Linked DNA regions of Mus musculus: all the other regions are linked to region 1. Evidence: chromatin contacts called from public HiChIP or PLAC-seq, Micro-C and promoter capture Hi-C data. All regions are on one chromosome and are shown on one strand. Each heading gives the region's core, a stretch centred on a gene start, on an enhancer-like site or on the middle of the called end of the contact. The rest is flanking DNA. Distances are from core to core; before and after follow the strand shown. Region 1 holds the start of Kcna1 (potassium voltage-gated channel, shaker-related subfamily, member 1). Region 2 holds the start of Vamp1 (vesicle-associated membrane protein 1). Region 3 holds the start of Tnfrsf1a (tumor necrosis factor receptor superfamily, member 1a). Region 4 overlaps Plekhg6 (pleckstrin homology domain containing, family G (with RhoGef domain) member 6). Region 5 holds the start of Ing4 (inhibitor of growth family, member 4). Region 6 holds the start of Ltbr (lymphotoxin B receptor).

The links. Promoter capture Hi-C pulls out the DNA fragments that hold promoters and counts their contacts. Hi-C and Micro-C count contacts between places; a contact is called where the count stands out from the background. HiChIP or PLAC-seq counts read pairs in DNA pulled down with a chosen protein or histone mark.
Region 2: a contact with region 1 is called in a promoter capture Hi-C map of hippocampal neurons, with 9 times the contacts expected there. The contact joins the promoter of Vamp1 here to the promoter of Kcna1 in region 1. A contact is called at or near these places in 2 of 39 promoter capture datasets (cranial neural crest and hippocampal neurons) and 1 of 115 datasets of contacts at active chromatin or transcription factors (astrocytes).
Region 3: an H3K27ac HiChIP or PLAC-seq map of embryonic stem cells shows a contact between it and region 1, with 7 times the contacts expected there. The contact joins the promoter of Tnfrsf1a here to the promoter of Kcna1 in region 1. A contact is called at or near these places in 5 of 39 promoter capture datasets (cranial neural crest, embryonic stem cells, hippocampal neurons and 2 more), 1 of 484 Hi-C or Micro-C datasets (embryonic stem cells) and 3 of 115 datasets of contacts at active chromatin or transcription factors (SST interneurons, embryonic forebrain and embryonic stem cells).
Region 4: a contact with region 1 is called in a Micro-C map of embryonic stem cells, with 1.9 times the contacts expected there. The contact joins the enhancer-like site here to the promoter of Kcna1 in region 1. A contact is called at or near these places in 1 of 39 promoter capture datasets (embryonic stem cells), 1 of 484 Hi-C or Micro-C datasets (embryonic stem cells) and 2 of 115 datasets of contacts at active chromatin or transcription factors (embryonic forebrain and embryonic stem cells).
Region 5: a promoter capture Hi-C map of hippocampal neurons shows a contact between it and region 1, with 3 times the contacts expected there. The contact joins the promoter of Ing4 here to the promoter of Kcna1 in region 1. A contact is called at or near these places in 2 of 39 promoter capture datasets (cranial neural crest and hippocampal neurons).
Region 6: a contact with region 1 is called in a promoter capture Hi-C map of hippocampal neurons, with 5 times the contacts expected there. The contact joins the promoter of Ltbr here to the promoter of Kcna1 in region 1. A contact is called at or near these places in 5 of 39 promoter capture datasets (cranial neural crest, embryonic stem cells and hippocampal neurons).

What each region holds. Positions count from the first base shown.
Region 1 is chr6:126,643,342-126,647,462 of GRCm38.p6, forward strand. Kcna1 (potassium voltage-gated channel, shaker-related subfamily, member 1) reads right to left here and starts at 2,460. Exons shown (of 2, transcript NM_010595.3): 1 at 915-2,460; 2 at 1-545. The coding sequence starts at 14.
Region 2 is chr6:125,213,145-125,217,522 of GRCm38.p6, forward strand. It overlaps Vamp1 (vesicle-associated membrane protein 1), which reads left to right and starts at 2,437. Exons shown (of 5, transcript NM_009496.3): 1 at 2,437-2,583. The coding sequence starts at 2,582.
Region 3 is chr6:125,347,731-125,351,933 of GRCm38.p6, forward strand. It overlaps Tnfrsf1a (tumor necrosis factor receptor superfamily, member 1a), which reads left to right and starts at 1,993. Exons shown (of 10, transcript NM_011609.4): 1 at 1,993-2,332. The coding sequence starts at 2,294.
Region 4 is chr6:125,366,431-125,370,666 of GRCm38.p6, forward strand. It overlaps Plekhg6 (pleckstrin homology domain containing, family G (with RhoGef domain) member 6), which reads right to left. Exons shown (of 17, transcript NM_198604.2): 13 at 4,152-4,236; 14 at 3,951-4,066. Among named protein-coding and RNA genes, the nearest start is that of Gm52918, 4.0 kb to the right of the region's middle. Within about 2 kb of position 1,826, at least 111 of the 459 cell types and tissues checked have an H3K27ac peak or open chromatin away from gene starts, as enhancers often do. A contact at or near this core is called in embryonic stem cells, where this site is marked.
Region 5 is chr6:125,037,492-125,041,469 of GRCm38.p6, forward strand. It overlaps Ing4 (inhibitor of growth family, member 4), which reads left to right and starts at 2,357. Exons shown (of 8, transcript NM_133345.2): 1 at 2,357-2,406. The coding sequence starts at 2,370. The region is part of intron 1 of 4930557K07Rik (RIKEN cDNA 4930557K07 gene); the gene reads right to left. Zfp384 (zinc finger protein 384) reads left to right here. Exons shown (of 12, transcript NM_001372420.1): 12 at 1-378.
Region 6 is chr6:125,311,771-125,315,838 of GRCm38.p6, forward strand. It overlaps Ltbr (lymphotoxin B receptor), which reads right to left and starts at 2,115. Exons shown (of 10, transcript NM_010736.4): 1 at 1,820-2,115; 2 at 1,620-1,716; 3 at 1,224-1,349; 4 at 982-1,140; 5 at 500-596; 6 at 273-352. The coding sequence starts at 1,915. It also overlaps a transcript of Scnn1a not described here.

The sequences.
Region 1 (4,121 bases), core at 1,210-3,709:
GACATCACCGTCATGATGAAAGCAGGGTGCAGGGGTAGGAGGCCAGGAGAGAGCCCGGGTTGTGAAGGAGCGAGGGAGTAGGGGTGGGGGGGACCCAAGCGGCCCCCCCCACCGGAAAGTGAGTCTTCCCCACGCTCACAGGGAGGGGCTTCAGAGCCAGAAGGTTCAGAAGTCTGCAACTTTGCTAGTTATCACCTCCCCTCCTCCACTCTGCCTTTTACGCAATTTGGAAACCCCTCTCGCCTGAGGGCCCCCAGTGAAGCTTTTTTGCTACTCTTGGGGTATTTTTTGGGGGGGGGTGCTCTGTTTTTGTGTTGGTGAATGGGTTTTTCTTCCTGCTCTGATCACCTTAATGCACACCTGCCATCGCTTCCGGGGCTCGCCCCGGCTCCCCTCCCCTCCTGCAGCCCTTCTAGGACACGGTGCAGTGCCAACTCAGCAGCTCCCCAGGCCTGTCACCCACTTTGCTGCTCCTTGGCTCTCCCCCCCTCCTACCCCTCTTCGCCTGCCGCCTTCTAAGCTCCCACCGGGGCGATCGATGGACGCTGCAGAGAAATAAAAAGTGATACGAGGGTAGAAAATCAGAAGCATTCTGATGGGACGAGCCTATAGACACCGAAGAGCACAGACTACTAGCTTTTGTAAAACACATCGGACGTTTACTGGGGTTAACACATACTCACAGACAGACACACAACAGACACCCAGAAATCCAAGTTTGGAAATCTTCCATCCCACTTTTCCCAACGCCCAACAGCCGATCTGTTTACAACTTCGTAAAACTGGAGATCGGAAAAGCGCTTAGAGATACTGAAGGAGCTGCGGGTCCCGGAGAGCAACCCCGCACCCTCAGCCTCCCCCACCCTTCACCCCCAACCTCCGATTCTGCAGCCCCGAACTAGAGAGCTTCCTACCTGGCGGGCCGGCTTGGCGCAGAGGCTGTGCTGAGTCGGCGGAGAGTCTGAATGCGGCAGGTCGCCTTTGCAGCAGCCGGAACGAGCAGCCGCCACCACCGCAGCAGCGTGCGAGAGGCTCCGGGGCCCCTCGCGTTTCCCGTCCTTCTCCTCTCAGGAGTCCGATCGTTTTATCGAGCAGCTACGGAGGAAACGTCCGTACCCTACCCCCATCCTCACACGGTGCAAGCAACCTGGAGACGCTGTCCTCTCTCTGGGGAAGGGAGTCCCGGAGGATGCGGGGTGGAAAGACAAAAAGGCCACCTTCTCCGGAATCACCCAAGCAAATGGCGATAAGCTGCACTCTCGCCCCCCTCTGAACACTACGGGAGCCCTTGATTCGATCCCGAGGGAGGCGGGCGGCTCAAAGCCTGGCTCTACATGGCTCTCCGGTAACCTGCGCTACCACAGCACGGACCTCTCTCCGCGGCGCGCCGCGAGCCTTCAGCAGCTCCGAGTGGGGCAGGGAGCGTGCGGCCGCAGGTTCGCTCGGTCCATTTCTGGGCGCTGCAAGATCAGCAGAAACCTGAGAAAGCGCCTGGAATGCGGAGCAGCGATTGGCCCACCCGGGCGTGGGTTGGGGAGGGCGGGGGAGGGCAGGAGCGAGGAGGTAGATGGAAAATATGAGGGGGTGGTTTGGCAGAGGGGGGTTGTCATTCAGTTCCCATCCTTGCCTGCACAGCTTTTCTTCCGCCCCCCCCCCCGAAAAGCCCACCACCAACTCCTCTTTCCCGGCGGCCGGCAGCCCCTCCCACGCACGGCCCTCCGCTGCGAGCGACCTTCCCCGGGAATTTCACATTGGAGATGGTCAGGTCCGACGCAATGCAGGCGGTGGTGTCCCTGGCAGAACTCCTTGGACCAGTCTGCTTTAGATGCAGTCACACAGGCGATCTTGCTCCTGCATCTCGCTCCTCCGCGCCACCCCGCCTCTCCCCCAGAGGCCTCTCTGCTCAGCCCACCCTAGCCCCCCAACCCCACGCCAGCCACACTCCAAAGGGTGCAGTTTGGTAAGCGCTGCAGTTGAGGATCTCCGGGATTCATCCACACAGTGTTACTGGGAGAAGGTGGTGCCAAGTGTCTGTTTCACTTGAACCGAGGAGGGGGAGCTGAAGTTTTCTTACAGTCAGAATATTCTGAAATGCAGAGAATTTGACGGGAGGGGGAAGGGAGGCGGCGGGGGCGGACAAGCAAAGGTGTCGTGGATTTGTGGATTGTCTGCCAACTTGGTGCTAATTGGGACAAACGTGAGAAGCAAGTCGCCCAATTCGCTTCCTACCCTCAGTCCTGCCTTCCGAACCTCCCCACTCACCCACCCACCCAGTGGCCCTCTGCCGCTCAGGACCACTTTCTAGGCTCCGGACATATTCGCGCAAGGGTCACAGTGGCAGTCTGAGCAAGGGATATGCACCGCGTCCCCAGTGCCGCTGCACCTGGATACAGGCTGCACCGGAGGAGGCAGCCAGCAGCTCCAGTCCTTCCACCGCTGCGGAGCCTCTGAGGAGCCCCCAAGAATCCAGAGTCATCGCTGATTGGTTCTTGGCACGGCCTTGGTACCGCCCCTTCGCACCACCGCGGCTCGCGGCGCCTGCCGCCCACACCACCAACCTCTTTAATCAAAGTCAATGATCACATCCTCCTGGCTCTATTGTGGCTAGTAAGGCAGGGGCCTCTAGAAGGATCCCAGGGATACAGCTAGTTAAATTCCTCCTCCAGATTCAGACCCCAGCATTCCTTTCAGGGGGAAAAAAAAAAATAAGTGTTTGTTCGCTCCTCTCCTCCGGATTCCTAACCCTGCCTTTTCTTCCATGAACAGCGAGTTCTATTGCACAGTACTTCTTCCCACCTTAAACTCCACCCAGTGCACACTGGTCCCTCATCCCAGAAACTCCTTACCCCCCGCCCCCGCTCCTCTTCTGCACTGATGCTCCATTGGTGGAAAAATAATAATAAATGCGAGGCTCTGCCAAGAAATGTCAGGCATGATGGTTCGGTAGTCGCTGCAGCTAAAAAATCTCACAGTGAACCTACTGCATCAACATTTCCTTGCCTTGTCCCAGAGCTTCACTTCATCTTCCCTGCTCCGTTTTACTGCCCCCGCCCCGTCTTCCACTTCCTCCTTCCTGATCCTGAATTCTTGTTTCCTGTGCACGTCCTTGTCCTGATTCATCCCTTATTATAAGGAGATTGCCTAAGAAAAGTGTTTCAGATTACATAGCCTCCCAATTCAAAAATTCAGAGTTGTAAGTAACAGGATTACTGGATCCTCCCAAGTGGCTAATGTGATTAAAGCGGGACTTTGAACCTCCGAGGAACTGGACAAAAAGTTGTTGAGATGAGGATTCGGCGTTTTTCACATGAGTCCTCAGTTGCTAGGGGTCAGAAGGCCCTTAAACATTCAACAAAAGTTTGTTCTGCTTAGCTTTGGACCAGCCTTGTCCTAGCGCTGGGTGACCAGTGACATACAGTTCCACATCTTAGGGAGCTCACATTCAATGGGAGGCACAGAGTAAAGAAATAAACCCAGAATGTGTGTCCAGTACTAGGATGGGCTTCCAGATGGGAAAGACCTCTCTGCAGAGGGCTCATGGGAATCGGCAACCTGAAACACAGACCAATGGATAAAAGACAAATAGTTTATGAACAAACATGCAAGTCTTAACGCAACCAAAAGGTCATTGTGAACAGGAAGAAATAACAAGGAAGGTCATGGCAGGTGGACCATGGGACCCCTTAGGCTGGGAGGAAGAGGGCAACAGAAGGCATCAAAGGACATGCATCAACATAAAATGGTTGTCTTTAATGGGGAGAGTGTTGTTTGCTTATTCAATTTCCTTGTTGTTTGAAATGGTTTTACACTGAAGCCCAGGCTGGCCCTAAAAACACAGTAACTCTCCTGTTTAAACCTCCCTAGTACTGGGGTTACAGGCAGGAAGCATCCTGCTGTGTTTTGTTTGGTTTTAACTTTGAAATTATTTTATTTTTTTATCTGTGTGTCTGTTTCATGCATGGGGGCCACACACATAAACTGTGGTGCATGTGTGGAGGTCAGAGGACAGTGTATAACTGGATCCCCGAATCAGGTCTGGTGGAAAGCACCTTTAACCACAGAGCCATCACACCAACCCTGCTTTGGGGTTTTAAAAGATTTACAATCACCGTTGGCAGGCA
Region 2 (4,378 bases), core at 1,187-3,686, 1.4 Mb before region 1:
TTTATGTAGGGGCTTTCTGTTAGGGATTGAACTTTGAGTAAGACCATCATGCTGTTTCCTATGCTATGCTGCTACCCCACGAGGCCACCACGCTCAAGAGCAATGCTCAGCTGCCTCTCCAGATGTCAGCTTTCACTTGTTTGACCTTTAGTCCATGTTTTCTTTCTCATCAGCTCATGAACATACTTTTAAAATTCCTATTCAGTGTCATCCCAGCACTTGGCGGGGGCTGGGGGGGCTGAGGTGGGAATACGGCAGAAAACCAAACCAAGTCATACCTGCCATGAGGCAAAATGATCTAAAAGCGGGCAGCAGTAATGCCCACATTTAATCCCAGCACTCAGGAGGCAGAGGCAGGCGGATCTCTGAGTATGAAGTCAGCCTGCTTTACAAAGCGAGTTCCAGAACACCCAGGACTACACAGAGAAACCGTGTCTTGAAATCCAAAATCAAAACCAAAATCATCAATTGTAAAGTGCAACAGAATAAAAAACAGGGCAGGGGTCAGATCTAAAGTAACAAGTTTAGAGAAGAAAAATAGCCGTGAATGGCATTTGTGGTAATTAGGTAGGTACCCGGTAACAAGACTGGACACAGGCTTGAATCTAGAATTGTCCCCCCTTTTCCGTTCCGTCTTTCTTTTGCCATTTGGCAGAAATTTTGCTGTAGCTTAGTCAGGCTCTACCCACACTGTATTTGTCATACCTGCTCATGAACATCAAAATGTCACAACTTGCAGAATGAATGCCAGGCCCTTGAAAGGAAGTTCCAGAGGGAGAAAAGGAGTATGTCCTGTCCAGTAATGAAATGCTGCATGCATCTCCAAAGACGTAAACGCTTGCACACAGGACACCAACATGTGGACATCTGAGTGAAACACATGATTGCCTGAGAGTTAGTCTCTGGGGGATGGGGATGGAGCTCAGTTGGCAGAGTGAATGCCTAGCATGCAAAAGGAACAGAGTACGCTGACCAGCGCTGCAGAAAACTGGGCATGGTGGTAAACTTCTGCAGTCCTAGCATTCAGGAGGCAGAAGTAGGAGGACCAGAATTTCAAGGTCATTCTTGACTACATTTCATGTTTGAAGCCAGCCTGGACTACACAAGCCTCTGTTTCTGCTGGGAAAAGAGTCTCTGAACGTCAAGTTGTAACTGTCCTATTAATGTTACTATGTTCTCTTTCCTTTTGCATGGATGCCTAAGATATAAACATTTACACTGCATCCAAAACCTAAGCTTCCACTAAATGTAAAATAAGAATTCTAAGGCTAGGAAAACGCAACCACAGCTATAGATTCCTTTAAAGCTGTGAAGCATAAAATAATGTTGAATTTTACAACTGATGTCTAGGAAAGGGATTCTACTGGAAGAGAGAAGAAACGTCTTTAAGTATTGAGAAGGAAAAATTGATTCTACTTAGATTTTGGAGGAGGAGTAAAGAGGAAAGGGCTGGGGCTGGAGAGAGATGGCTCAGTGGTGGAGGGAGCATATTGCTTTTGCAGAGGGTTTGGTTCCCAGCACTCACATATACTCAAAACCATCTAGGGAATAACCCTCCTCTGGCCTCCAAGGGCACCCAAGCATGCATAGATGCAGGCAGAAACTTGTACCATAATATATATATACATATGTGTGTGTGTGTGTATATATATATATATATATATATATATATATATATATATACACACACACACATACATACGCATAATGTGTGTGTATATATATATACATATATGTGTGTATATATATATATATACACACATATATATGTGTGTGTGTATCTATATATCTGTATATATGTATATATCTATATCTATCTATCTATCTATCTATCTATCTATCTATCTATCTATCTATCTATAGAGAGAGGTCTCAAAAAACAAAACAAAGCATAAACATAAAATAGGGAAGTCTACTTTAGTTCAGGTTTCTGGGCTGGGTTAACTAAGTCGCTGTGTTAACAGGTTTAGGGATGAAGTTCGTGATAGGGAAGAGAAGAATGAAGAATGTGGGTTTTATGGTCTCAGGCAGGGATGGTGACGGGGTGGTCCTGTGGCCAAGGACTTCATGAATATGCATTCACTGCTGAACCTCGCAGCCAGTTGGATTCCAGCGTCTAAGTCACTTGGGTTTCCTTCTGCCAGGTGCTGTGGGCGGGAGCGGTAAGAATGACAGCAGTCTCCAGCTCAGCGATTGGCTGGTAGGCACCATAAAAGGTCTAACTCAGCGGCGGAGACAGAGTTTGAGCTGGACTTTAAGCAAGCCACTTTTGTATTGGTCAGTGAAGAAATAGAAATAAGAGGACAATGGTAATTGCTGTAGTTGTGGGGGCGGGACTAGCAGGCCATTTCTCACGAGGATTGGACCTGGAGGTTTTGACATCATCCGAGAGGCGTGGTCATGTCTAATAAAGCCGAGAGCCGGCCCTGCACCTGCAGTAAGTTCCACCGCAGTTAGAGTTCCGGGTGTTTCGTGTGAGGCGGCGCTCGACAGTTCCGTCTGCTTCAGCCGCAGTGTCTCCCTGCCCGTCTCGTTGCATTCTCCAGAGAGGGGACGGACCTCCACTTCCTCTTTCAGAAAAATGTGAGTTGACTCTGCTCTAGGGTCCTCGACACCTCTTTACCGACTCTCCCCCGCAGTGTCCGACTCTGCGGGACGGGAAATGGCGCATTGCAGCAGCTGCGGCGACGCCGGGAACCACCAGCTCGCGCCGCCCCCAGACCGGGCCACCCCGGACTGCGGGCAGCGCTCCATCCCGCACCAACTGCAGCTGGCACTCCATGGCAGGGCGAGGGCGCGGGGGTCCCACGTACACCGCACCCTCCCCTCTTGTCTTTGTATCGTGGAACCCCAAAGGGGAAAAAGTGGGGGAGGTATAGATTCAGACAGGAAACTCGGAGACCCTTTCTTGTTTGACAGACTCTTAAAGCCTCTGGGAAGACTTATAGGTGTTCCTGTCCATTCTTGACTTGGAGTGCCCGCAGTCTCTGCGTTATGCATGCCCCTCACCCAGAGTGTGATGTACCTGCCTCATGGCTGTGAGCAAAGCTGCAGAAACTTAACTTGCTAGTTCTGTGGCGCCTTGCGAGTAGCTCAGAAAGTCTCAGGGGACAGTGGTATGAAATCTTAATGCAGCTGTTTATGCTAAGGCGATTTCCAGTGATCAAGTCCTAGCCAAATAAATATTGGAGGAGAAATAGGGAGAACAGTGAATTCTTCATTTTATCCAAAACACATAGTTTAGCCTTTAGCTCTTTTTGGCATCATCCCCTTCTGTGGCCAGATAAATTAAGAACTTCCCTTTAGGATCACATACACACAATGAAGAATTTTCTTTCTTTTCATTTATTATCTGAATCTCTTGCCTGGTGCTAGATTTATTTGTGTTTGTTCCCTCTTCCTCTCTCTCTCCCTCTTCCTCTCTCTCTCCCTCTTCCTCGCTCTCTCTATCCCCCTTCTTTGTTTGGCTTTTCCATATAGGGTTTCTCTGTGTACCCCTGGCTGTCTCAGAATTCCCTCTATAGACAAGGCTGGCCTTGAACTCAGAGATCCACCTGCCCCTGGCTTCCAAGTGCTGGGATTAAAGGTGTGCACCACTACACTCTGCTTGTGTTGCCTCTATTGGCAAAAGGGGGGCAGGATTTTGTATTACATAAGGGTTATAACTCCCTGAATAGGTTAGGGTGGAGTGTTTCTACCTGCCACAAATAGTAAATAAAGTGAGTTCTCCAAAGCTTCACAGCCATTTTATCCGTTCTCTGCATTAACATTCTGTGCAGTTTTTACAAGCCCATAGATCTAGATGTTTAGGGGAGGGGAGGGGTCCTTCTTAGTTGACTGGCTGCAGGTAGTTTCATGTGTGATGTTTGGAAGGAGGTTGAGAAAGCATGGTGGCTAGCAGGGAATCACGAGGTCTCTGACCTTAATCTTGTCATTGGTGCCACCATCCTGGACACCTTCCAACACTAGCTGCTACCAACTCATTGAAATCCCTCCCTCTGGTCTAGAACTAGATTGCTTAGCTAGCTCAGTAGCAGTGCAGATCCTGTGGCTCCCATGGCTTTGCAGATTCCTCTATGTTTAGGAAGGAAATGGGAAAGCGGCCCTTTAAGTGGAAGAAGCTGGTGTAATCTGCTAATAGAGTCTTTCTGAGGGGCTTCTACATCTTGATCTTAGCCAAAAGGCCGAGAAGCGGTTGGGGTTATTACATCGTGTCTAGAACATTTCCCTTAGTTATGGAAAAAGAGATTCTGCATCTTGGTTCTGTTGTAATTAATCAAGGAATTTACTTTTTTTTTAGCAACTTTCTGGTGGCTTAACCTTTACTGTACTTATTCTTGGACTTTTCTAGCAAAGATTTTTTTTTTTTTTAGCACTT
Region 3 (4,203 bases), core at 743-3,242, 1.3 Mb before region 1:
CTCTCCGGCCGATGCCTTTTCTACTCTTACTCTTACTCATATCTCCTCTGTAAAACTAGCTGGCTTTTCATGTCCTCAAATTCACCTGCTTTTACGGTCTTAAACCGAGTTTTATGGAGCATGCTAGTACCCTGTTGTCTCAAAGCTTCAAAGGTGCTAAGAAAAATCAGCGTTTATCCTAAGCCCTGAAGGAAAGTCCCCTTTTGTTCCAACTTCTAAGTAATAATGGCTTTGGCAGTTTGCACAGATAGACCATTAAAAGTTCCTTGTAATATTAAGCATGGGACCTTGAAGAGTTGTTAATTATTATTTTCAAATTATTGATATTGTAGGATTCTTAACATGTGGCAAACACTTCTAATATTAATATGAATCTTACCACCAAACTAGCCTTGAGAAATGTGCTAGTGTGTTTTGTGTCTATTTGTGTGTGTGTGTGTGTATGTGTGTGTGTGTGTGTGTGTGTGTGTGTGCTGGGGATAAACTTAAGGCCTCATCTATGCTGGGGAAGCCCCACCTCCACCCCCGACCACATACCCACACACACCATTTCTTTTTCCTGGCTTGCTCCCATTGAAAACTGGCCAGTCTGATAGAGGGGGGTGAGCTTCCAGCAGCAGGGACACCTCCAGCTGGTCTTCCGCTCTGCCTTCAGGGTCACAGAGGAGAGGAGACAGCAGGGTTAGGATACTGGAGGTTGGAAGTCAGGGTAGCTCACAGGGAGAAGGGCCAGGAGCTCTGGTTCCAAGTCCCCAAGCCCTATGCCCCTATTCCTGGGTTTTCCCTCCAAGTCTCAAAGTCTCAGCTGCTTTTAAAGGACCGCAGGTTGGTTGAACTGGCATGCATAAAGAAGGTCATTGAGTCTCAAGGGCACTCGAGTGAATAGTGTCCGGGTGTTACAGGGTTCCATTGCACTGAAGACCTGCCCAAATGGGGATGGCAGGAGGCAGCCATCCCTAGTAAGGGATGCTATCAGAAGGTAAGGTCTTACTCAAAAGGACAGAGAGAACTGTGGGCCTTGCAGTAGGAGCTCGGCTGGCATCCTGATTCTCCGAGATCAGCCTCCCAGTGTGCAGAGTCCCGTGGCTTTTTCCTCACCCCTAAAGCTACAGACTGTGGTATAACTATCTTTGAGGTCAGTCCCAACGGATGCATCAGGATATCTAGAGCTGGGTGTGGTGGTGCACACCTGTAGTCTCAGCAGGTAGGAGGTGGGAGGATGAGAAGTACAAGGCCAGCCTCAGCTAGACAGTGAGTTTGAGGCCAGCCGGCTTGGGCTAAATGAAACCCTATTTCACACAGGTTGGAAAGGGGGCCCTGGGAGCCCTTTACAGAAGCCTGAATTCTCATGGCTTCTCTTTGCTATGTCAGGGCAGGCACTTTTCACTCCAAATTAACAACTGGGGAGACAACCAAGGCTTAGGAGAGGGTGCTGCCTGACACCCCCTCACCCGTGCCCCACCGTTGGTGACCGAGCCATGGTGGGCAGCTGAGGGACTTGTCTGGAAGACACAGATGAGAGTCAGTGGGAGTGACCTTGGGTCAGGACCCAGGCAGGGTAGAAAAGAACATTTGATTTCCCTCCCGGTTTGGGCTGACTGGGTAAACGTCCAAGAAAGTGCGATTAGAGGGAACTCAGAGGGAGGGAGAGCGCGAAGCAAAGGAGTTCTCGGCGGGCGAGCATCAGATATTGCCCTCCCCCTAATAACTCCCGCCTGCCGTCCCGTGAGATAGGTGGGCTGGCTTCCTTCCGTGAAATTGACAACAGGCTTAGAGGGGTTAGTCCACCGGTCTAAGCTCACCCACTTCAAAAGCAAAGGAGTCCGAACTGGAATTCTGTGGACTCTCAAGCTCTTAAGTGGTGTTAAGTGGGTTTGGGGCGCCAAGCTACGGGACCCGGGCTACAAAGCGTTAAAGAACCTTGGCCCTCTCCTCACTCCTCCTAGTTCCCTCCCTCCTCCTCCCTCGCCTCTCCCCAGGCTCTTCCGGTCCCGCTCTTGCAACACCACCCCCGCCACTCTCCCTTCCCCTCCTACCTTCTCTCTCCCCTCAGCTTAAATTTTCTCCGAGTTTTCCGAACTCTGGCTCATGATCGGGCCTACTGGGTGCGAGGTCCTGGAGGACCGTACCCTGATCTCTATCTGCCTCTGACTTTCAGCTTCTCGAACTCGAGGCCCAGGCTGCCATCGCCCGGGCCACCTGGTCCGATCATCTTACTTCATTCACGAGCGTTGTCAATTGCTGCCCTGTCCCCAGCCCCAATGGGGGAGTGAGAGGCCACTGCCGGCCGGACATGGGTCTCCCCACCGTGCCTGGCCTGCTGCTGTCACTGGTGAGATGGGAGACTGGAGGGGAGGGTGGGTTGCTAGCGAGGCGCCGGGCAGGAGTGGGCTTGTACTAGGGGTAGAGATGGGGGCAGGGGCTTCTGTGCTTTAGTTTGACGCCAGGTTTGCTGTGCCTCACCTGGGGCTGCCCTGAGATGTGGAAGGGAGAAATCTGAGAGGGAGAGAATCTGGCAAGCCAAGCTGGCAAGCCTGGGCCCCTGACAGTCAAGGTCCTGGCCCGTGTTGGGCTGTGGTCAGGCCAGCTGCTCGGCCAGTGGAGTTAGACGGAGAAGCCTTCTTTCTCTGGCCGAGGTTGAACAGCGTGGGGCAGGGTGTTGGAAGACTGGGTGCTAGGAGAACCGCTTTGGCGGGACGAGTTTGGGAAAGCGTGCTTGGGAGTGGACCCGAAACTGGACAAAGCTGGGCAGCCTTCCGGTCCCAGACTTCTCCCTGAGACAGCCTCTGACCTTCTGCCGCCTCCATTTCTGCTTCCAGACAAGAGGTCCCTCCTGGCGTGACCCTCCTTAAGTAGCTAATACCTCTTTATCTAGGCCATGTATCCTCCTGCTCCCTCCCCACAGACCCAAAAGTCAGTCTCACGGTTTCCAATTCCACAGTTCCAATTGGGGAAGTTGGTAGCAGCTTGTTTTCGTCACTGGAAAATGTACTTTTCTCTGGCCTCGGCCTAGTGTTCATGTTCTCTTGATTTCTGTGTGTCCATAATTATTCTGTGTAGATCCTGGGGGCTCCCTGGCTGTCTGGGTGGGCTGTACCATCGGCGCAGTGTTCTCTGGGTCCTGCCTCTCCCTGGCCCAGCGTTATCCCTGAGACCTGCCTTTTTCTCCCTCCCCTTTCACTCCTCATTCTCTTCTGGTCAGTCTCCAGAGCCTCCTTGCGGGGGTGGGGTGGGGGGGTGGGGGTGGCTCCTTTGTGTCTATTCCCTTCCCTTTCTCTACACACCATTCTAAAGCAGTGGTCCTAGAACCCTGCCTGGGTGTCACCTCCCTTCTCCTGGTCCTGTCCTGTCTCCCAGTCTCTCCTGGGAGACTTGTCAAGGCTGCCCCTCTGGCTGTTCTCCAACTCCCCCACCCACTTAATTCTTTTCTCTTTAGGGGTAGATCACCTGGATTTAGGGCTCAGCCCAGCACCCTTACCCTCATGAACGCAGGCATGTGATGTGACTCCCCCGCTTTTTGTTTCTTTTATTTCCAAAATGTCTACAATGATCAGTACCTCATAGTTGTTATTAAGATTGAGTAGATGGATTTGTGTTAAATATTTATTCATTTCCTTCCCTGCTAGGTCCAATTCAGATTAGGTGAATGATCCCAAAGGGGAGTAAGAAGTATGCCACAAACAGAAAGGACTCAGCTTGGCTTCTCTCTTCTCATCTCTAGCAGTGATACTCGTCACTACTCACGTCACTACTCATTGTGACGGTAGATGTCACAATAACTGTCAGAGTGCAGTGGCCCAGCTAGGTAGAGGAGAGAGGCTGAGCCAGTTGTGGAGGCCCAGGTGAGGGTGGGGGCACCGTGAACAGAAGCAGATCCTGAAGACAAGGCACACGGAAGGCTACTGAAGTCTACATGGGGCTGGCCACTGCCTTATCAGTACAGAGCACAGTGCCTGTGAGGTGTTCAGGTAGGACGAGGTGCTGAGGTCATGAGGCAGTGATGGCCGTGGCAGGGATGTGGCAAGGCCAAGAAGACTTTGCTATTTTTAAAAAGTTTCAGTACAGGAGTGGAAATGACTTTAGAATACTCTGGAGGAAAAGACGTTCCAAGGCCTTGGTGATGTACTATCCCAGAGGCAGAACTGGGGGAGGAGGGTGGGCTATATGCCAACTGTCTTCTTGCTTAATGGCCTTTGCCTGTCT
Region 4 (4,236 bases), core at 576-3,075, 1.3 Mb before region 1:
GGAAGAAAAGAAAGAAAGAAGGAAGGAAAGGAAGGAAGAAAGGAAGGAAGGAAGGGAAAGGGAAGGGAAGGGAAGAAGAGAAGAGAAGAGAAGAGAAGAGAAGAGAAGAGAAGAGAAGAGAAGAGAAGAGAAGAGAAGAGAAGAGAAGAGAAGAGAAAAGGAAAAGAAAGAGTGGCTGTGGTTGGAGTCTTTCACCTCCTTCCTAGGCGTCCCCACCACAGTGGCAGCTAAGGTGCTGCATCTGGCATAGAGCAGAGACCTCAAGTGTTCCCTCACCCCATACAACGCTCTCTTGTGACTGATGCCAGGTTAGCTGATGGCTCCATGTTTGTCCTTTCTCAGAAGCTGGGAGAGTGTGAACCAGCAGCCCTGGGGCTTCCTGGGCTTCTCCAAAGCTTTGGTAGGAGCACAAGGGCGGCTGGGTCAGAACCAGACATGTTGGAGGAGGGTTGGGCAGGCATAGGAAAATGGTATCAAGTGGACAGTTGTTCCAACTCTCCTTTCCCTGGCTTCCCAGTCACTGAACCAGAGCCGAGGTTGAGAGCAGGAAACTAGCACTAGGGGGCCAGTTCCTGTGTCTCCTCCCTTTTCTCTTCTCTGGGCTTCATCTTTCTGCTCAGTGTGAAGTTGAGAAAGGTAGGAGCAGAAGGGTGGTGGGCTGCACAGCCTGCTGTGAGGAGAAGCCACGCCCTTTGCCCTCTCCCCCCCCCCATGCCCCAAGTTTGACTTTGTGATGGCTGCTGAGGATGGGTTAGTGTGGAGGGAAAGGATGAGCAGAGGACTTCTTTAAAGAATCTCTGCTGGTATTGGCTTCACTAAGCTTGCCCTTGTCCCTCCCCAAGAAAGGCAGGAGCTTGGGAAACCCACCCTGGGGTGGGGGGAGATGTTGAGCAGCTGAGCCCAGGGCTTCCAGCTGCCTCAAAAGCTACAGCAGGGGGATCTTCTCTGCTACAGCAGGAGGAGAGCCAAGGTGAGGAGAGCCAAGGTGAGGAGTAATGGAAAGAAAGCTAGAGTGGGAGGGAGGGAGGGCTCCTCTTCCTCTTCCTCCCCCTCCTCCCCCTCCTCCCCCTCCTCCTCCTCTTCCTTCTCCTCTTCTCTTTCCTCTTCTCTCTTCTCCTTTCTTCCTCCTCCTTTCTCTTCTTTGTTTCTCTGAGACTGGGTCTTTCTATGCAGCTCAGATCCAGAACTTGCTGTATAGCCCAGGCTAGCCCTGAACTCACAATCCTTCTGCCTCAGCTTTCTGTGTGCTGGGATTATAGGAGTGTTCAACTAGCTCACCCCCTTGTGTCACAATGACCCACACTTGTAGCGCTCCCAGGACGCACAGAGCCTCAGGCCAAGCCACTCACTGGCTTGTGGGCTATCACTGTACTTCCCCAGATGAGGGCCAGGCTTAGAAGGGCTAGTAACTTGCCAAGAGCACAGCGTAGGCTCTGGGCTGCTCTCAAGTCTTGCTTTTGTTTAATTGGCCCCAATTTCATCTTTTGGCCTCTTCCTCTGAGGGTTCTCAGTTCCTTTTCCTCCTCCCAGCCACTAAGTCTCCCCACCCCCACCCGCAAGCTCATTTTTTGTTAAAGCATAAGCCACCTCAAGGAAGCTGCCTCACTAACATTTCTGCAAGGGGAAGAAGAAAAAGTCTGAGCTCTGGGCAGAAGAAAAACTAAGAGAAACTCTCACCCTGTGTGAGCATGTGCATGCGTGTGTGTGTGTGTGTGTGTGTGTGTGTGTGTGTGTGTGTGTGTGTTGCAGTGTTTCAGGCTTTGAGTGGCTGGGAACCTCACTGCAAATTTGATCACAGAGGAGAAATGACTCCCCATTTGTCACGCTGCAGAGCCTATCAGGGGCTGTTATTTTGCATATGAACACAAGCAGGTTTGACTGGTTCTCAGAAGTTCCAAGTGAGAATGTGGCAGAAGGCTTGTTCTAAGACTGGGAGCCAAAGGAAGAGGAGACACTTGAGAGGTTGGTGTGGAAAAGCAAAGTTTACAGGTGTGGTGATGCCCATGCACATACACGCGCCCACCCACAAATAAATAAACAAGTAAATAAGTGTGCACATTCCTTCCTGGGGCTGGGGTGGAGTGCAGGGATACGCACTTTCCCAGGGTAGCAAAGATGCTGGGTTTGATCCTCGGCTCTGCCAACAAGCAAGACAAAGAGTCTAAGGCAAATCTCCAGCTCTTTGCCACTCTGCTCCCACCGTGGGTTTGCCTGGAGAAAGCCGGGTCCGAAACCCAATCCCCAGAAACCATAAATGTGACTTTAGTTGGGAACCGGGTCTTTGAAGATGTGAAAGGACCTAAGGTGAAGACCTCAGACATTCCATGTGGATTCTAAAGCAGGCGTCTGGCATCTTCATAAGAAAGGGAGGAGAATCTGGACACCAGCATACAGAGGGGAAAGCCAGAGATGCGGGGGAGGGGCCAGGAGTTGCTGCTCCAAGTTAAGGGCCACAGAAGCCATTGGTAGCTGAAACACAGATGCCCCCCTAGAACCTGGGCAGGAAGCTCAGTTCTGTCAATCCTGCATTTTGAACTTGTGGCCTCCAAATTTGTGAGGGACCCTGTTTCTGGATGCTTTGCTTTGTTTGTGTGGAACCATGGCTCAGTCAGCTCCAGGGTCTCGTGCAAGCTAAGCACGCGCGCTCACTGAGCTACACCCTAGCCCAGCCTCTGTTTTTCTATAGCCTCTGAACTGATAGTAACAGATGTAGCTTTACTGATGTCTCTCTCTCTTTTAAGCTCCTACTTGTATCACTTAAGTCTGCCTCCACTGGCTCCACGTTGTCTACAGGTCAAAGTTCAAGTTCCTGCGTGGCCCTTAGAGCCGGGCATGATCCTGTGGTACCACCTCCTGAACTCAGCTTCTGCTGCATCCACCCTTCTACTTCTCACCCTAACAATGCCAAGCAAACAACCTGCTCAGTTCTACACACACGCACACTTGAGTGCACACACCCACACAGTCATGTCCGTACACCCACACACATAATACACACACACACAATCGTGTGCATACACCACACATAATACACACACGGCCATATGCATAATATATACACACATAGTATACACACAGTCATATACATAAACCATACACATAATACACCCACACAGTCATATGCATACACCACGACATAATACATACACATATATAACAATGCAGTTATATGCATACGTCATATACACACACAACACACATAGTCATATGCATACACCACACATAATACATACACACAATCATATGCATACACCACACACACACACACACACAGTGGCAGTGGGAGGGAAAGAGAACATGGTTCCTACTGAGCTCTAAAGGTTTGTATGACCTTGATCCAGTCCTGGTCCCTTCCTATAAAGTGAGAGATGGGGTGCCTCTCTCAGCACCCAGGACTGTTTCCTATTTCTGGGTCTTTGCACTGTAATTCCCTTCTTCCTGCTTTGTTGTCTGCTCTGATGCACCGGTTTCTCCCCCCTAAGCTCCCTTAGCACCACTGCTTTTCCAGCAGCCTGCTGGGACAGACAGCATGGCCGTTCCCTGCTGCTGTCTTTGGCATGCTTGCTTCTGTTATTTGTACCCTGATTACTCTAATGAGCTGAAGCACAGATTCCTGGAGGGCAGGAATGGTATTTTCATTCTTTTCTGACTCCCTGGCACGTAGCACTAGCTCTGCTTGTCCCCAGAAAGTGCTCCGTAGGTGTCTCTGAACAGAAGATAAAGTTTAGAAATTCACTGTTTCGGTATGGGGAAAGCATTCGGGTGTACGGCGTGTTGGATTGTCTCAATAGCTGCCACAGGCTTTCTCAGACTCTGGAAGGCATCCGACCTGCTGCTGGTCAGATCTGCCCCTGCACCAGCCTCTCGGCCCTCCTTCACCCTTCTGTGATGCCAGTCCTGAGCTCCAGGGATGCATGCTCGCCCGCCTCCAAGCCTGACCCACCACCTACCTGAGCATGCTGGGTCTTCTCCAGCCACCGTGCACGCTCTGTAGAACTGGGACAGTGCACAGTGAGGGCACTGGAGACACACTGGAATTCTGTGAGGTGGATCAACAGGAAGCTGTCTGCACAGAGAAGAAGCTCTGCTTTAAGGGCTGGGCCTTATCTGACCCCAATCCCAACCCTTCCTCCTCTGGAGAAGAGACATACTGGGGTCTCGCAGTGGTCGGCACACGAGTTTCTCCAGCATGAGGGGAGGACGGATGACCTTGGCTCTGTCCGCCTTGCGTTGAGG
Region 5 (3,978 bases), core at 1,107-3,606, 1.6 Mb before region 1:
CTTAGCCTCCCTAGGTGCCACGGTCAGATGCCGGACATGGATTTATATATAAATATATATATATAAATATATATATATATACCTGCTCATCACGGCCATCTTTGTTGTAACCATTTCTGTGTTTATAAATGCATTATCTCTGAGAATTTTCATATTGATGTTTTATTTTTGTCTTATTTTTTTTTCTCCACCTTGTCCTCTGGCCATGGCATTTTAATTTTCTTTTGACTTTTAATTTTTTTAATCATGGGAGATTTCAGATAAAATAATCAGGAATTATACAGTTGTTATAAAGCAATTTAAAAATGAAAATCTTATGTACAAACTAAGGGGTGTTTTTAGACCATTGTATAGAAATAAATTCATGTTTAAGGATGAGAGGCAGTGAGCTACTGTGTAAGCTAGCGTGGGGAAGGCTATCTGGGGAGCTCTCCAGGCCAGCAGGAAGAATTTAGACTGGAGAGGGTGAAGAACAGATGCTAGGCTCATAAGCCACCGGATGTGTTATTCCGAAGCCATTGCCAGTTTAGGAACAGTTGTATACATGTCCTATCGTGGGACTGCCTACATATGTGAGACAAGGTTACATTTAACAAAACGGCTATATTCTTTCCCCTTTGCCACCCCCACACCGCAAAAAATAAAAAAAGCCAAGCCGTGGTGCACGACTTTGCTCAGGAGGGAGAGGTGGTTGGATCTCTAAGAGGCCAGCCTGGTCTAGTTTCAAGTTCTAAGACTGCCAGGACTACACAGAGATCTTTTGTCTCTTGCCAGGTATGGTAGGGGCACAGACATGTATGGCCTCTTGAAAGGAACCCCCAACCCCATATTATCCAAATTCTACTGGGCACTGTGTACGTATACATAGTGTCTCATTAGACTGCAGTGCAAAGGTTTCCAGTGATGGAAACTATAACCAGCTACTGGGTTTAAGATGGAAGAAAATGCCAAATGCAGTGAGCTTCCCATGATAATAATGGTTATCATGTTCACCTAAAATGGAAGACCATTGTGCTGGACAGAGCAGAACAAGAAACTTAAGAAACTTCTCACAGTCTACCATGAAAGGATTCGGCTAATTTCCCAAGACTGCTTCATGAAGATTAAATCCTTCATACAGTACTGAAAAGATTGGCAAATGTTCTCCTATCTGAGACCTAGCCAGCTGTCACTACTTGGTGATGTGGATAAAGAAGTCTCATTTAATTTGGGACTGGGCATCCAGGACAGTAGTACCTCAGTATTGTTGGTTAGCTGCCTGGTGCACTTTCCACTCACCAACTATGGAGAGTTTGACAAACCTGTTCTCATCACAAGGATTGCAATCAGCTCCTCCTTTGTGGGTGAACATCCATTTCCACTTTTGCGCAATGATAATGTCTGTTATTCTCATTGTATAGGAAAAAGCCGGCCGAGTCAGTTATCCGACAGCATGCTCTTAGATTAGAATGGAGTCCACATCCTGCTGTCCTGCTTTAGCAACTGCTCAGCAGGAAACTTGGGCTTATTGGGTATAAAAGAGCTCAAATTTTATCTTACAAGTATGGGGTCTAACTACTGTGAAGGGTATATCAACTTGAGGCGACACCTATCTGCTAGAATCTACCACCAATACTAAGAGGTTTGAGTTCTCTTTCCCTAAGAGCAGCAACCTGACAGGTTTTGACTAGGGTGAAGGCTGCTATCTAGCATATACTTTGATGACCCAGTCTTTTCAGTACATAAGTCCATTACAAAACACAAACATGGATCTCCATATCGCACGCCTTTAATCCCAGCATTAGTGAGGCAGAGGAAGGTCTCTTGGAGTTCGAGAACAGCGAGGGCTACACAAAGAAACTTGTAAGTGATGAGAGATGCAAAGGGTTAAATTTGCAAAGCCTGACAACTTCTGAAGAAAGCATCTGCCTCCGAGACTATTCTACTTAAGCTGGGACGTTGGTGGCCAGATTCATAATTAGAAAAGCAAAACAGCTCGATTCCCTACTTGTTGAAAGCGATTATTTGCAAAATATAACTACACATAATAGATTCCCCCATTTACCAAACATTCCTAGTTTTGGAGGGAAAAAAGTTTGCTAGAGAATGCAAAATGGCGACTTCGCGTGACGTCATGCCTGTCGCAGACACATATTGCCGCCTTATTAAGGGCGGAAGCCAGGCTAAATCAGCCTCGCTGTAGATGACCGTGAATAGGCGCAAAAAAAAAAAAAAAAAAGTTCAGTTTCCGGCGGATGTATCCGAGGCAGATAGTTTAGTAAGGGCGGAAGTTCAGGTACGGAAAAGGTGTAATCCAAGAATGGTTACAGCGCCTGTCGTGTATCAGTCACTTCCGGGGAAGATCGGAAGTTGCTTTGTTTTGCTTCAAGATGGCTGCTGGGATGTATTTGGAACATTATCTGGACAGTAAGAGCCAACTGGAGAAGGGGGTCATGGGCCATAGAGTGGTGTAGAGGGTCCAGGTTGACAGACTTCATGGCCCCGAGGTTCTGGTAGCCTGAAGATCACAGGAAAAGGGTTCCGTGGGAAGATTTATTCGAGGGGGAAGAGGGAGGGGGCGGGGCAGTGGGCTTAGAGGCCTCGCTCAAGATCTGGACGAGGGAAGGGCTGCTCCGTGGGATCAGGGCTGGGCTTTAAAGGGTTAGGGGTAGCAGGAAAGTAGTTGCTGACTCAGTTCTTGAGGGTAGATTTTTTTTCCCCCCTAAGTTGTGCAGCGTCGTTACTTACGCACTGCCATTTGGAGCAGCTGCAGATATTCGACCTAATTCCTTTAGTCATTTATATCTCAAAAGTTGCTCCTCATTAAGCTTGCTGGGTGGAATAGAGCGACCACTGAGTTGATCGCTGAAATGCTTTACTTTATGAGCAAAATCCAGTTCTCAAAAAATGAGGAATATGTCTGTCTGTCTGTCTCCTCGCCTCCCTGGTCTTCCCCCTCCCCCGTCGTGTGTGTGTGTATGTGTGTATAGAGACTGGGAAGTGAGAAATCGGCTGGGGATATATTAGACTTTTAGGCAACTCTTAACCTGGGCATCTTAAAATAGAGCATTGATTTTAATAAAAGAAAGTAACTGATCAAATAATGGTAGCAGTCCAAATCAGAAGTGCAGACCTGGTCTTAGAGAATGACAGAAAGTTTTAGATATTAAACATGGCACACCTTTAATCCCAGCACTTGGGAGGCAGAGGCGGGCGGATTTCTAAGTTCGTGGCCAGCCAGGTCTACAGTTTGTTCCAGGACAGCCAGAGCTACACAGAGAAGCCCTGTCTCAAAAACAAACAAACAAAAAAAGATATTGAACATGGCAAGATTGATTGAATGACTTTGCGATTGAGAGAGAAGGAAAATCCAAGGTGAATTCTGCTTGGAAAATAAACTATCTAATCAGCAGTGTAGGAGATTCTGGAGTAATAACAATACATTAGTCTTTGCCTTAGAAATAGGCATTCAATCTGACAGTGAGATTATTCAGGAAAAAACTTCAGACAGTAAAAAAGACACTGAGCTCAAGAAAGCAGCATTTAAAGGATAAGATGTAGTGGTTCACGCCTTTAATTCCAGCACTCGGGAGGCAGAGGCAGGCGGATTTCTGAGTTCAAGGCCAGTCTAGTCTACAAAGTGAGTTCCAGGACAGCCAAGGCTACACAGAGAAACCCTGTCTCGGGAGAAAAAAAAATGTCGATGCTGGCAATACCAGAAGGCCTCTGACCTAGTATTCACTGCTAGGAGGAAGTAAGTTACTTGAACGAGAAGGTGGTGCCGACTGCCTCGGGAAAGATGAGTCATCTGATTTGGTAATCTGTTGTGACTAGTAATCCTAGTGAACTGCTGTCACAGACTTAAGAAGCCCCCTCTTGTTTTGTCTTTTCAGACAGTGTCTGATTTAGCCCAGGTTGACCTTGAACTCCAGGCCCTCCTTCTATCTCCACAGTGCTATTGATTATAAGCACCAAGCCATATTCAGTACAAACATTTTT
Region 6 (4,068 bases), core at 865-3,364, 1.3 Mb before region 1:
CGCTGGGGATTACAAGGGTGCACCACCACACCTGCCTTTCCAAGTTTTCGTTTTTTTTCTTTTGGTCCAAACTCAGGGTCTTATGTATCCCAAGCAAGCGTTCTAACCATGGAACTACACGCTACCTCCTTCTGATTTCTTCAGAAGAAATGTTTCTGACTTTGTCTAACCCTGGGAAGAAAGATGCACTGTTCCCTGTTTCTGTGGATGAGGGGGGCTGAGGCATCTTCCCAGACCGACCCTGCCTTGTGTTCCTCAGCCCGGTGTCTTACCTGGCTCTGGGGGATTTTTACAGATGGTATCCGAGTAGGAGGTACCTGGAGCTGCCTCCACCAGGCCCTGGATCTCACATCTGTGGAGAAACAAGACTGTGAGCTTCTCCCTGCTCCCCTTGGTGACTGGCTCCAGGAACACATGGTCGGGATGGCCGGAAGTCAAGGATGGAGGAGATGACAACCCTTGGGTTTCCTGGAGGTGAGTGGGGGAAGGGCCCTCTCACCTGGTATGGGGTTGACAGCGGGCTCGAGGGGAGGAAGTGTTCTGGAAGTGTCCCGGCTTACAGGGGACACAGTTGACGTCAGTATCCATAATTTCATCTGGCAAAAGAAAGGCAGGCCAGTGGGGGTGAGTGGGTAAGTGTGAGGACTCGGTGGCCTTCCTTTACGTCCCCTCTTTGCCAACCATTCTGCTCTGTAGTTGCTACCTTTCCCAAGCTTGGCTTTGCAGCCTGCCGTTTTGCCCAAGCTTCCCCAGGGCTGACAGGAGGGAGCTACCTTCTAAGCTCCTCATACCAGTTCATGTCTTGGCAGACCCCCTCCTGTGAGCCTTTTTCAAGGACTGATAGATTCTTTATGGTTCTCCCAGTGGGCAGAGGTACCACACTCACAGTACCAGTGGGGAGAAGCACCATGCGCACAGTATCACGTTCCTTGCCCTTGATGCCCAGCCTCCCTTTACTGGCTGCCCTCAGTGACCTCTGACCTGTGACCTCGGCTTCTGTGCCAGGCTGGCAGAGTACAAGCCGCTCCTCCTCACAGTGCACACACTCATTGTCCAGATACACACAGGACATCCCCGGCTGACAGCGGCACTCGGCTTTCCGATCGCTGGTGCAAGGGGCAACCTCCTCAAAGCCCAGCACTGTCAGGGAGAGGGAAGAGTCAGAGAGGAGCTGGCCCTCCCAGTCGTACCCATCATGCAGATCCAGATGAGTCCCCACTTACCAATGTCACAGGGGCGGCACAGCTGGCAGGTGGAGAGATGGTTCCAGTGTTCATTATAGGAATTATGGGGGCAAGTCTTGCAAACCGTGTCTTGGCTGCGGCTGCATACCGCAAAGACAAACTCGCCTATGAGGCGAATGGGGAAAGAGGGTTATCAGGAGACAAGAAGTCCATCTCTGCGTCCGCTGCCTCTGCTTGCTGCATGCCTCGGAGCCTCTCCTTGGTCTCTTTGTCCCCATCCTGTCTTCATGGCTACATGCCGCTACCTCTTCAAATCTCAGTGTCCGTGGGACAATGCTAATGCTTCGTAGACTCTCCTTCCTGGCTAGTTTTAGCAGTGCTGGCTCATTCTGGCTCACCTCTACCACCCAAGCCACTTGGAGCCACTGTTCTCACCTGGGGGACAGCGGGAGCAGCAGACGTCGTGCATGGGCTCGTAGTATTCCTTGTCCTGGTCCCAGCAAGTCTGGTTTTCTATGCGATAAGGGGGCACCTTCCAGAGGAGGCGGAGAAAGAGAAGAATGAGGCAGGGTCAGCTCTGGAGGGCAGAAGGGCTAGAGAGAAACCTGGTCCATCCCACCTAGCCCCTCCCTCACCAGCTGGGGCTGAGAGGCCACCAGAAGCCCGCTGAGTCCCAGCAGGAGTGGCCCCCAGGCCAGGCCGCAGGGAGAGGAGGCCCGGGGCAGGCGCATGGCGGCCTTTCGGCTCGGCTGACCAGACCGGGTGGAGTCCTAGGAGGAAGGTGGGAAGCCCGGACGTCCTGAGCAGCGTTGGCCACGACTTCCCAAGCCTGGCGGCTGGGCCGACGTGCCCCCGGGGGCCGGGAGCGGCCGGGCCTGGCCTCCAGGGCTCCAGCGCCGGGCTCAGGAAGTGGGAGTGGAGCGAGCCGGCCGGGGGCGGGGGCAGGGAGCCCTGGGAGCAGAGGCCGGCCTGTCGCAATCGCGACGGGGGGGGGGAAGAGGAACAGGCTTGGCCGCCTCGACGCAGGGCGGGAGGGGGTGGCCGGGAAAGCACGTGAGAGCTGCAGGCCCGGAACCCGGCCTCCACCTTTCTTCGGAAGCCTGGCTCTCAGAGGGGATTGCGGATTAGGATCGCTTGCTGGCCGAAAGGGGGGCAGCAGAGACAGTGGCTAGCCATCAGTCAGGCCCACCTCCGAGAGCCCGAGGCAGAGCTGACTTGGTTGACCTGCCGTGGACGTTGAGGCAGAGAGCTGTGGACAGCTGGGTGTCAGATTTGCAAAGAGGAGGCGCCAGGGATTGACAGTGCACCCAGCCAGGATACCCAGAGGTGGTTAGCAGATGCAGCCAGCGTCTGGCCAGGCATCCCACTTGGCAGAGACTGAGGGCCTGCTCCACTCTGTGACTTTTTAAAAAGAAGCTTCCACAGTAACAAGCCCACCCACGCCACACACCAGGGCGCACACCACAAGACACTGGAGAGAGTTCAGCTGGCCCTGAATCTGTCCTCTCCTCTGGGACCTCTCTCACGGAAGGGTGGGCGTGTGTAAACCCAGGTCCTGGTGAGTGGGGGCTTCTGGGCTGGGGCTGGGTAGCCTAGTTCCAGCGTGTGTGCACATAAGCCTATAACTCTCTTAAACCGAGGGACCTGAGAGCCCAGCCAGTGTAGGTACCTTACTTTCTAGAGAAGACCTGCCCAGGGTGCCAGGCAGCGGTGCACAGGGTTCCAAGATCGTTAAGCCTGGTGGGCCTTTTCTTCCTGCCATTAATAGCCCAGAGCTGCTGGAAGTATGTGACACCCCTTTTTCCCACGTCTACTGATTCCCAACCCCCCCCCCCAGCCCCCTTCACACACACACCCCTCTAAATTTCTATTAAGAAAACAGCCATGGAGCCCCCAAGGAACCCTAATGTCTGCCCTGTGCTCCTTACTAGGCTATTGGCTGGCCCGTGGCCTGGTTTGGCTATTTAGTCTAGGCTCACGGAGTCTAGCATGATCTGGCTTATGCCACTGGCCAGGTACATATTCGTTGTGTAAATGAAGGCTGTCCACACCGCTTAGCCACTCTGGAAGAACTTAACTGCAGTCCAGATCTGATTTTCAGATCCCAGCCCATGGCAACATCTGTCCTGCCTCCCTTGTGACTCGGGGGTGGGGGGTGGGGTTGGACTCTCATTTGGAATGAGGGAAAGCCTTCTCTTGCAATAGCTCACCTGAGAACTGACCTTTTCCATGGTGGATCAGATATCCAGACAGGCTTTCGGTGGAGCCTCGAAATGCTGGCAAGGGATTGAGTTTTAGAGAAGACCTGGGGAGAGGGGGGAACAGAGCGGGGCGGGGTGGGGGGGAACTTGCCTGGGCTTTTTTTTTTTAAGTGTATACTTTTTTTAAAAAAAAGATTTATTTATTATTATATGTAAGTACACTGTAGCTATCATCAGACACTCCAGAAGAGGGAGTCAGATCTCCTTAGTGGTGGTTATGAGCCACCACGTGGTTGCTGGGAATTGAACTCAGGACCTTCAGAAGAGCAGTTGATGCTCTTAACTGCTGCCTGGGCTCTTGATAGTCACTCTGTGCTGTCCCCTCCCTGGGTGCTGGCCCAGCAGCTCCACTCTGCTGGTACCTGTCTGTCTCAATTGTCCCAGGTTCCCTGGCAGTGGTAGAGATACTGAATAGCAGACCTCTGATTTCTCTTCCTTCTGGGCTCAGGGAGTTGGGGCAGGGGCTTGACTCACTTGGATCTCTTAACAGCATAAAGGAACGGGTGGGTGGGGAGCGGCCCTAGATACATTTCACTATTTCTTTTTTTTTTTTTTAATGTTTTATTAGGGAAAATTCACATGTACTATTCAGAGAGAGAGAAAGAGAGAGAGAGAGAGAGAGA